Linked DNA regions of Mus musculus: region 2 is linked to region 1. Evidence: chromatin contacts called from public Hi-C data. All regions are on one chromosome and are shown on one strand. Each heading gives the region's core, a stretch centred on a gene start, on an enhancer-like site or on the middle of the called end of the contact. The rest is flanking DNA. Distances are from core to core; before and after follow the strand shown. Region 1 has its middle 130 kb from the start of Gata3. Region 2 overlaps Gata3 (GATA binding protein 3).

What was found. A called contact is a pair of places that touch in the nucleus more often than the background predicts.
Region 2: a Hi-C map of group 2 innate lymphoid cells shows a contact between it and region 1, with 2.8 times the contacts expected there. The contact joins two enhancer-like sites. A contact is called at or near these places in 1 of 15 datasets of contacts at CTCF or cohesin (CD8 T cells), 5 of 484 Hi-C or Micro-C datasets (CD4 T cells, Th1 cells, bone marrow-derived dendritic cells and 2 more) and 2 of 115 datasets of contacts at active chromatin or transcription factors (CD8 T cells and bone marrow-derived dendritic cells).

Annotation. Positions count from the first base shown.
Region 1 is chr2:9,747,975-9,752,921 of GRCm38.p6, reverse strand. No RefSeq gene overlaps it. Among named protein-coding and RNA genes, the nearest start is that of Gata3, 130 kb to the left of the region's middle. Within about 2 kb of position 2,896, at least 50 of the 459 cell types and tissues checked have an H3K27ac peak or open chromatin away from gene starts, as enhancers often do. A contact at or near this core is called in Th1 cells and group 2 innate lymphoid cells, where this site is marked.
Region 2 is chr2:9,857,934-9,862,880 of GRCm38.p6, reverse strand. Gata3 (GATA binding protein 3) reads left to right here. Exons shown (of 6, transcript NM_008091.3): 6 at 4,227-4,947. The coding sequence ends at 4,511. Among named protein-coding and RNA genes, the nearest start is that of Gata3, 18 kb to the left of the region's middle. Within about 2 kb of position 1,995, at least 35 of the 459 cell types and tissues checked have an H3K27ac peak or open chromatin away from gene starts, as enhancers often do. A contact at or near this core is called in Th1 cells and group 2 innate lymphoid cells, where this site is marked.

The sequences.
Region 1 (4,947 bases), core at 1,647-4,146:
CTAATGTGTAGGGACCCCAGTGGATGATTGCTGACTTAGTTTCTTTCCCTGTCGCTATAAGATACTTTGATAGAAACCATTGAAAAAAGCAATGGCTTATTGAGTTCATTTCCAGTGACAGCCCAGCATGTCACAGATGTCAAGGTGGCCACAGCTTGATGTGTGTCACATGACATTCATAGTCAGAAGAGCGAGATGAAGGCAGGCATATAATGGTGCCCACCTTGCTCTCTCTACTTTTATAGGACCAGCATACCCCATTCAAAAATGTTCCACCCACAATTAAGATGGCTTTCTCCATAACAATTCATATAATCAAAATAGTAATCTCTGAGGCTCACTTCCCAGGTGATTCTTGATGCTGTCATGTTGACAGTTAATGCTAGCCACCATGGCCTCCAAGCTTCTTGTGGCCCCATAGAGTGTGGGATAACTCTTCACACTTACCCAGTGCACGTAATCGATGGGACAGGTAAGATCAAACATCCAGGCATCTGTGACTAGGATTTGGAATGGATTTTGATTTTTGGACTCGGAATACTTGTATCTAAAATAGGGGAACTTAAAAAAACCTTGATTATGTATTGTGTATGTGCATGTGTATGGGTATGTCTGCCATGGCGTATGTGTAGAGGTCAGAGCACAACCTGTGGGAGTCGGCCCTCTCCCTCCCACACTCAGATCCTGGGGATCGATTTCAGGTTGTCGGTCTTGAAGGCAGTTGACTTTACCCAATGAGCCATTTTGCTGCCCCAAGGAACTAGTTTATATAGCTCCTATATGTTAGGAATTGTGCACATGGGAGGGGAGTTATCTGTGAAGGTCTATTGACCAGAAATTTATAAAGAATAAGAAATGGATAGCTAGGTATGGCAGAGTAGCCTACAAACCTAGCACTTGAAAGGTGGAGCCAGAGGATCAGAGGTTCAAGGTCACAGTCACAGTCAGCTTGAGGATAGTCTGGATGCCAAGACATCTCAAGGGAAAAAAATTGGTGTGTATGCTGGAGAAGGATTTGACAGCATCCCCATGGAATACTTCCGCACTTAACTGACAGTCAGGAGTTTTCAGTTGTAAACTGTGAATATTGGGACTCTAAATACCATCTTCCAGTGTAAATTTCACAGAATTTTCAAGAGCTAAGTTCTGAAAGTGTTTGAGTATATGTGGGGTGGACTCGGGGGTGGACAAGAGAAGAGTCTACTGGAAAAAAAGGGGATAATTAGGCAAAATTATTTATAGACTGAAAAAAATGTAATATTCTAGTAATAACATTGTATCTTTCATGGTTTGAATTTTCACATTTTCAGTGTAAGTGACCTGCATTCTGAGGAGGAACTTCTGGAAACTGTGACCTGGGACGGTGCTATAGAGATCAGGCTGGTTTCAAACTTAGGGCAATTTTCTTACCTCAGCCTTCCCAGTACTGGGAGTAGAGATATATATCACCACACAGGCCCTAAGATGTCCCTTACGTCGGGCAGCAAGGGAGATGTAAGTTAGCAATACTGAAGAACTTTCCATAGTGAAACTACCACAGCAGAGTGAGGAGGACTGTAGGATTTCTTTGTTTTAAGGCTTTGTTGTGGGCCATTAAATTGGCTCAGAAGGTAAAGGCTTTTGCCAACAAACCTGGGACTTCAAATTCGGTCTCCCAGCCCCATATGATAGAATGAGAGAACTGACTCACACGAATTGTCCTCTGACTTCGGTCCCCCAGCCCCACATGATAGAACGAAAGAACTGACTCACACGAATTGTCCTCTGACTTCCACACACGTGCTGTGGCATGTGGGTGTCCCTCTGCCAACACTCCTTGTCTGAGAGAAACTCAGTTTTCCATTTCCAAATCAGTGTTTAGCAAAAATTCTTAAAAGCCCTTTCCTCCAAGCAAATGGAAACTTGAGACATGGTTCATGGAAGCAAAGTGTGTGTGTGTGTGTGTTTGTGTGTGTATTTGCATGCTTACACTAGAATTTGAACCCTGGAAACAAAGTATGTGAATGTGTGTTTGTGTTCGTATGTGAATGTGTGCGTATGTGTGTGTATGTGTGTGTGAATGTGTGTGTTTGTGTGTGTGTGAGTGTGTGAATGTGTGTTTGAATGTGTATGTGTGTGTATGTGTGTGTGTTTGAGTGTGTGAATGTGTGTGTGTGTGTGTGTGTGTGTGTGTATGTGTGTGTGTGTGTGTGTGTGTGTGTGTGTGTGTGTGTGTTTGCATGCTTACACTAGAACTTGCATACCGGGGTTTCTGCATATGCTCTCCCATGGATCTCTTCCCCACCTGAGGAATGCAGTCCTTGTTTTACTTATTATGCAAGTTTCCCTTGAAGCACATCTCAAGCTTGCATTCGGTTGGAGGAGGGGGAGGGTCTCTTAAGGACTTTTGCTGAACATTGATTTGTGAATGAAAGACACAGCTGAGCTTTTAGATAGGGAGTTAAGAATCTCGAAAGGCAAAATGAACAATCATGGCAAACCAATCGTGGTTTTATGCAACAATGGGGAGTAATATTTTGAAGTTCTGTTCTTCCTTTTTACTGCAGGCTGCGGCCAGGAACTCAGCATTAGCATTTCCATGCAATCGGTGGGTGGTGTTGCTTATCTTCTTAGTTATGTAATCCTCATTACTCATTAGGATGTGGTGTTCTAGCCTTGAAGCCTCAGACATTTCTCAGGCAACGTAATGATCTGTGCTTCTCAGGACTCTCATTGGCAAGCTTACTAAAAACCATTTCATGTCCACACAGCTTTACAAAAGATGTCCAGGCTGCTTTCTCTGTGTTGTGTTACACATTTTTTTCCCCTTTCAGTTTTGGTAGGTTCAATAGCAAAGGACCTGATGGTTTGGAAAATGTAGGTTAGCATACCACTGAGGAAAGTCCCTTGCTGAAACACAGTAGACAGAAAGCAGGAAGTCAGCGGTGGCCGGCACAGATTGCTGCTGAGAATTCTCATTGCTGGCCCAGCCCCGCTCCAAAGGACTGGTGGCTGAATAGCGAGGAAGGATGGAACTGTTGATCTTTTCCTTGGGTTTCTAGATTAGGATAATTGTTATTAAAGCAACACTTGTTGCTCATGGCACCCTCCTGATGAGTCCATGGTGTGTGTGTGTGTGTGTGTGTGTGTGTGTGTGTGTGTGTGTGTGTGTATGCACGTAAACATGACTGTGTATGTTGATCCTCTGGTGTGTCTACCTTGTTTTATTTTTATTTTTATTTTTTTATTTTTCTCATTGGTCTGGGCCTCACCAAGTAGTCTCCGCTGGCTAGCGAGCCCCAGAAATCCTCCTCCCTCATCTCCTCAGTGCTGGGGCTACAAGGATTGGTCATTACACTTAACTTGTATTTATTTATTTATTTTTTGGTCTTCATGCAAGTCTCCCAACTGGAGCAGGGACAGTTCCTAAGTCCTGCCCATGGATCCCATTCTCCTAACTGGGCTGCCTTTTGGGAGAGGATTCGCCAGCCCGGCAGAAACTTGATGTGTCAGGGCTGGGGGATAATGGGCGGGGATGGGAGTTCTACCTTCTCAAAGGAGAAGGGAAGTGGGGATGGAGGGAGACACTGTGTGTGTGGAGGGGTGGGGGAAGGAGGAGGAGAAGGAGAAGGAGGAGGAGAGCATCAATTGTGCTGCAAGGTGAATACACAAATTAATTGATGGGAAAAACAGAACAGAACCTGCATTCTGGAAGGGAGGCAGTTTACTCGCTGAGTTCTAGTTCTCTCCCAAGGCCAGTAGTACAGCTTTGTGCTATGCCTGCTCATGTATATAGGCAAGCAAGTGATGCCTAGCTTGGGCTCTGGATGGATGGATGGATGGATGGATGGATGGATGGATGGATGGATAATACAAACTGTTTTATAACGGGAACTTGTAGATGTGAAGTCTGGCTCTCTCAGTCACCAGCTGCCTGACGGTATCTGTCAATTACCTTTCTTATCACGATGAGAAAAATACCCGGGAGAAAGGATTTAAGGACAGAGAGGTTTTTCTTGGCTCATGAGCTGGAATCATGGAGGAGGAGGTGTGTTAAAGTGACTCTGTGGTACCATGTGACATGTACATGTGGGATCATGTGACATGTACATGTGGGACCATGGGACAGAGGAGGTTCTCACACACGAGCGAGACCAGGAATCAGAGAACAGGACCACAGCTGGAGGTGGAACACAACCTTCAAAGGTGTGCTCTTAGAGACCTAAATCTGCCAGCCGGGCCACATGTCCCAAAGGTTCCACAAACTTGCCTAACAGCAGCACTAGCTCATGTTCAAGCACAACCTTATGAGGGACATTGCTGATGGAAACTGATACCCTAGAAGCTCGGCCTTCGGCTGTGGTTTCCTGATGGCTTAGATCTGGGCTCTTCACTGTTAGCATGCTCTGCTCTGCAGTACAGTAAAGATTTACAGTAGTTCACAAGCCAGGGTCTACACTGCTCGTAACCTTCTTCAGTCACTGGATTTGTCAGAATTTCCAGCATCTCAGGGGCTGAGACTAGTTTAGTCAACTTTCTGCTGCAATGAGCCACATCACTAACCCCAGCTCTTTCCTCCTTTAGGGGGCTGTACCTCACCCATTGCTCAAATAACCTCAGACCTGGATAGGGCAAGGAGGGGGCAGAGTCATGTAGCACTTTAATCCCCCTGTACTGAGAGACAGAGGCAGGTAGATCTCTGTGAGTTTGATGCCAGTCTGATCTGTTTCTAGTTCCAGCCAAGTCAGGGCTACACAGTGAGACCTTGTCTCAACAAACAGACAAACAGACCAAACTCAGACAGTAAAAGTATGAATGGCTGGGGATGTAGCTCAGTGGATCTGGATGCCAGGATCTTGGAATTGATTTCCTGAAGTGCCCCAAATAAACAAACATACAAAATAGATCATACAATAAGAGTAACTTAAATTTTTTATGAAGCACTTATTATGTTTCAAGCTTTTATTT
Region 2 (4,947 bases), core at 746-3,245, 110 kb before region 1:
ATGCTATGTGTAGAGGAAGCTGTCCTTGAACTGCTTCTGGTCCTCCTGTTGCAGCTTCCACAGTGACAGGATTACATGTGGCCAGACATAGTTTTGAAAACATCTTTGCTGAGATGGGAGGGCTTAGAGACAGAGAGGGAACACAGGTTTGGCAGCACATTCATAATTCTGACACTTAGAAGACTGAGACAGGAGGACCACCATGAATTGGAGGCCAATATGGCCTACATAGCTAGTTCCGGGCCAACCAAGGCTACACTAGCAAGATCTTGCCTCAAAAACAACACCACAGCTGAGGACTACGGCGCACTCCCCATGTTGTGTGTGTTTTTATGTGAGGTTAACACCTGGTAAATATCACAGACCTGTGTAAGCTTTAAGGGGGAAGTCTTGGCAAACAGGAAAATGCTCAGTGCTAAAGCGAGGCCAGGTGGTTTAATTCCAGTGCTGGGGAGACGGTGGGGGCGATTGCTGCGAGTTCCGGGCCAGCCTGACCTACACAGTGAATTGTCAGACAGCCAGTTCAACATAAAGAGGCCCTATGTCAAAAATCAAAATAAGAAATCATAGTTCTGTTTTGATGTTCCCTCTCCTGAGGTGGGGGTGGGGCTGGAGGAGCTCACCTCCCTTCCAGGACAAAGGGAAAAAGATAAATAAGTATAAATCTGTGGTTCTGGCATCCATTTCTGAGCCAAATGGGACAGATAGATTTGGTTACTGCTGGGGACACCAGGCCTTGGCTGTCCCTGTGCTGTGAACTTCCAATGGCCCGAGTGACAAACATGAACTGAAATTTCATTAAATATCTCTGTCCCAACCAGGTTTTCACTTGTAAATGACTGGGGGGGGGGCGGGGGGAGGGAGAATTAAGGTTGGAATGCTAGGGAAAAGCAATGGTTACTTCTGCCTTCTAGGCCCCATTAGCATAAGGTAACTGCCAGTCACTAGAGTCTACCACCCCTGGTTTGTTTGTTTGTTTGTTTCCTGAGACAGTTTCTTATTGCCCAGGCCGGCCTTGAACTCACTATGTAGCAGAAGACAACCTCAAATGTATAGTTATTCCTAAGCCAAAAAAAAAAAAAAAAAAAAAAGTCACAACTCTCTTGTTCCTCAACTTTACCCGATTCTTCTGAAGTTTTTTGCCTTTGGCAGAATCTGGGAGGAATGAGGAAGTAGCAGAAATTTTTGCTTGTGGCTATTCTCGAAGTAACTCACTTTACCCAGGAATACCTGGGAATTGAAAAGGAAGCCAAGTGCCCCCCCCCCCCCTCTGGGATAAAGTTTTTGAGATTCCTTTGGAGTCTGAACTCACATCTCTTGACATGGCCCCCTCAGGATTGCCCAGCACGAAGCAACCCTGGCCTCCTAAGGAGAATCTGCTCTTCTCCCCCGATTCCTGAGGCCATGGTACACACAGGATTAGCAGCAGTTAAACCAAACCCTGCTTTCAAATAACAGGGCAGAGGAGTTAGAAAGGCTTTCGGTTGGTTACAATCTGGTGGGACTGGAATATTAGCGTTTAGTAGCCTCTCCACGTATCCCCATAGCCGGTGTGGGCATTTTCTGGGCTACAACTTGCAGCTCTCTAAGAGTGTCCATGATACTTGATGATGTGGGAGCCTCAGCAAGCCCACAGTGTAGACAGCGCAAAGTCTATTTCAGCTGTCCTAGCAGGGTGTCATCACTACTTGGTAAAGCAATCTGACCACACAGTGCCACAAGATCTCCATGAACTGCCGTGTGTGTGTGTGTGTGTGTGTGTGTGTGTGTGTGTGTGTGTGTGTGTGTGTTTCTCTACCACCTCCACGGAGCCATAGAATTCTAGGAAACTAGCTACCTGTACTGCTTTGAGTAGTGGTGGTGAGCTATGATGAAGCTCTTTGCGTATGTGTTTTTGAGTGGTAATGACTGGAAAGTGATGATTTCTTCTGTGCGGCAGGCAGCAGGGATGGAAGGCAGGGCTTGATGTGTGAGGCCAGTGCTGAGTCATGCTCGCTTGCTCTCAGCGTAGTGACTTTTTCTCTATTGTACATTCCTATTCCTTCCTGGACCCAGGGGTTGCCTAATGTGAGGGAGGGAATTTTCTCATTCTCAAGCAATTTTTACTTCTTCCTCCTCCTCCTCCTCTTCCTCTTCCTCCTCCTCCTCCTCCTCTTCCTCTTCCTCCTCCTCCTCCTCCTCCTCCTCCTCCTCCTCCTCCTCCTCTTCTTCTTCTTCTTCTTCTTCTTCTTCTTCTTCTTCTTCTTCTTCTTCTTCTTCTTCCTTTTGGCTTAGCACAGATTCGCCAAGAGAGGCAGCTCTGGTGTATTTAACACTGAGATAATAATCTAAGGCCATTTTCTTGGCGTGTGATGTCCTCTGCCCATACTGTGTCTGCACATGTAAGCCATGGGCTCCTCTCCTCTTATCTAGGTGTTTAGATGATTACCTATCTCTGCATCAGCGTATCTAGGTGTGTTGTGACTAGCTAGCTATCTGTGGCTGTGTAGCTATTGGTGTAACCAGATATTATATGTAGATATCTGGCTGTGTACATCTAGTGATCGCTGTACACAGTGATGTATCTAGACATTATCTTAGGGAAGGTCTGGTGTGGGGTGGATACCTGTCATCTAGTGGGCGGTGGCTTTATCTTCCTGACAACCTGGAGAAAGAGCCCTGAGACATTTTTCTGGCACTGACTTTGGCTCTTTGGCTTCTCCTCACCCAGTCTTCCTGTCACAGGGGCAAATAAGGTCTGAGGCTCCAGTGTAGGGCTCTGTAGCCCTCTCTGGTGACCTCTGCCTGCACTAGGAAGTCATGTGCTTAACAAACCTAGAAACTTGGTCCTTCTCGCTATTTTGGATCTTTTCTTCTGTGAATTTGGATACAGTGGCTCTTTACCCTTAGAATGGTAGGCCTGCCTGCCTCCCACCAAGATTCTTAGTTGCATCCCTGGAAACACAGCCGGAAATGCAGTTGATTCTTTGAGTCAGACGTATGCTGGTGACATTCACTTACTTGGCTCTTCATGAAGAGAGGCCTCTATCGGTTTGATATAGTAATATACTTGATGATGGGTCCCGTAGGAACCAAAAGGATGTTAAGCTATCAAAGCCTAGAGTGCACGCTCGCTCTCTCTCTCCTCCCCGTCTTTCTTCTCTCTCTCTGTCTTTCTTCTCTTTCTTTTTCTCTCTCTTTACCCCCTCTTTCCCTCTCTTTCTCTCCCCTACCCCTCTCTTTCAGTGAGAGTCTTGCTAGTAGCCCATGCTAGCCCAGACCTCCTAATCTTCCTGTCTCTGCACTCTAAGTATACGCCAGCATGTCCTACAAATCTCCAGAGTAGGGCTTTGCATCTTTGCCTGATGCATTCATGTTTTTTTTTTTTTCTTGTGACCGTGAGTATCCTTACAAGCCATGGAAGGACTTTGGGTCCTGTTGGCTGTTGTTAAATCCTTGTTGATTGGATGGCTTGAGTTGCTTGTGCAGAAGCAGGAAGGGGAAAGCAACAGCCTTGAAGCACTGCAGCTGTGTTGGGTGATGTGGGCACAGGGTTATCCTTTGGAAGAGCATACTGCTTTAGCACAGGCTCCGGAGCTGTGGATGTCGCTCCCTGGCTTCCACCCCTAGGACCCTATTCCCTCCAAAAATCTCAGAACACACACATTTCCAGGGGAAGTTTCCAGAACATCACCCTGTGAAAAGGCCAGGTAGAAGAGTGACAGCCAGACCTTGCAGGAAGGCACAGAGACCCAGTTTTCTAGAAAGGTGGATTTCAACACAGGAGGCTTCACTCTGTCTGGCTCTGTGTGGCAAGTCCCAGAGAAGACTCATCATATACGTAAACAATGGTGTCTGGCGACCCTGATTCCCCATCTTCTCATGAAATATCTTAGGGAAATCTTAAGGAAGTAACACAGGTTGAGGAAGTAACACAGGTTTTTGTATTTTAGTCATCAGATATATACTCGATACTAGGTGGGCCCCGAACTTCCCCTGTTGATGAGTTTAGCTGAATTGTGCTCGGGGCCTGTGGGCTTTGAAAGCAATGGCCCCTGAATCAGAAGCCCTGTGTTCCAAGGCCTGCAGTACCTGGGTCTCTGGAAAGAAGGAAGGAGTAGGTAGGAAGAAGAGGCAATCAACACAGGAACACATCCCTGGCCTGGGGCCTGTGCTACTGTGCAAAAGCTTTTATCATTTCAAAGGCAGCAAAAAAGTAAAAAAAAAAAAAATTGATCTTTGTTTAGATTAACAGACCCCTGACTATGAAGAAAGAAGGCATCCAGACCCGAAACCGGAAGATGTCTAGCAAATCGAAAAAGTGCAAAAAGGTGCATGACGCGCTGGAGGACTTCCCCAAGAGCAGCTCCTTCAACCCGGCCGCTCTCTCCAGACACATGTCATCCCTGAGCCACATCTCTCCCTTCAGCCACTCCAGCCACATGCTGACCACACCGACGCCCATGCATCCGCCCTCCGGCCTCTCCTTCGGACCTCACCACCCTTCCAGCATGGTCACCGCCATGGGTTAGAGAGGCAGAGCCCTGCTCCACATGCGTGAGGAGTCTCCAAGTGTGCGAAGAGTTCCTCCGACCCCTTCTACTTGCGTTTTTCGCAGGAGCAGTATCATGAAGCCCGAAAGCGACAGATCTGTGTTTTTGAAGGCAGAAAGCAAAATGTTTGCTTCTTTTTTCAAAGGAGCTCGAGGTGGTGTCTGCATTCCAACCACTGAATCCGGATCCCATTTGTGAATAAGCCATTCAGACTCATATTCCCTATTTAACAGGGTCTCTAGTGCTGTGAAAAAAATATTGCTGAACATTGCATATAACTTATATTGTAAGAAATACTGTACATTTGAGGAAGACTTTATTGTACCTGGATAGCTGTAAGAAAGGCATGAAGGACGCCAAGAGTTTTAAGGAATATAGGGGGATTAAAGTATGGAGATACAGAAGAAACCACTAA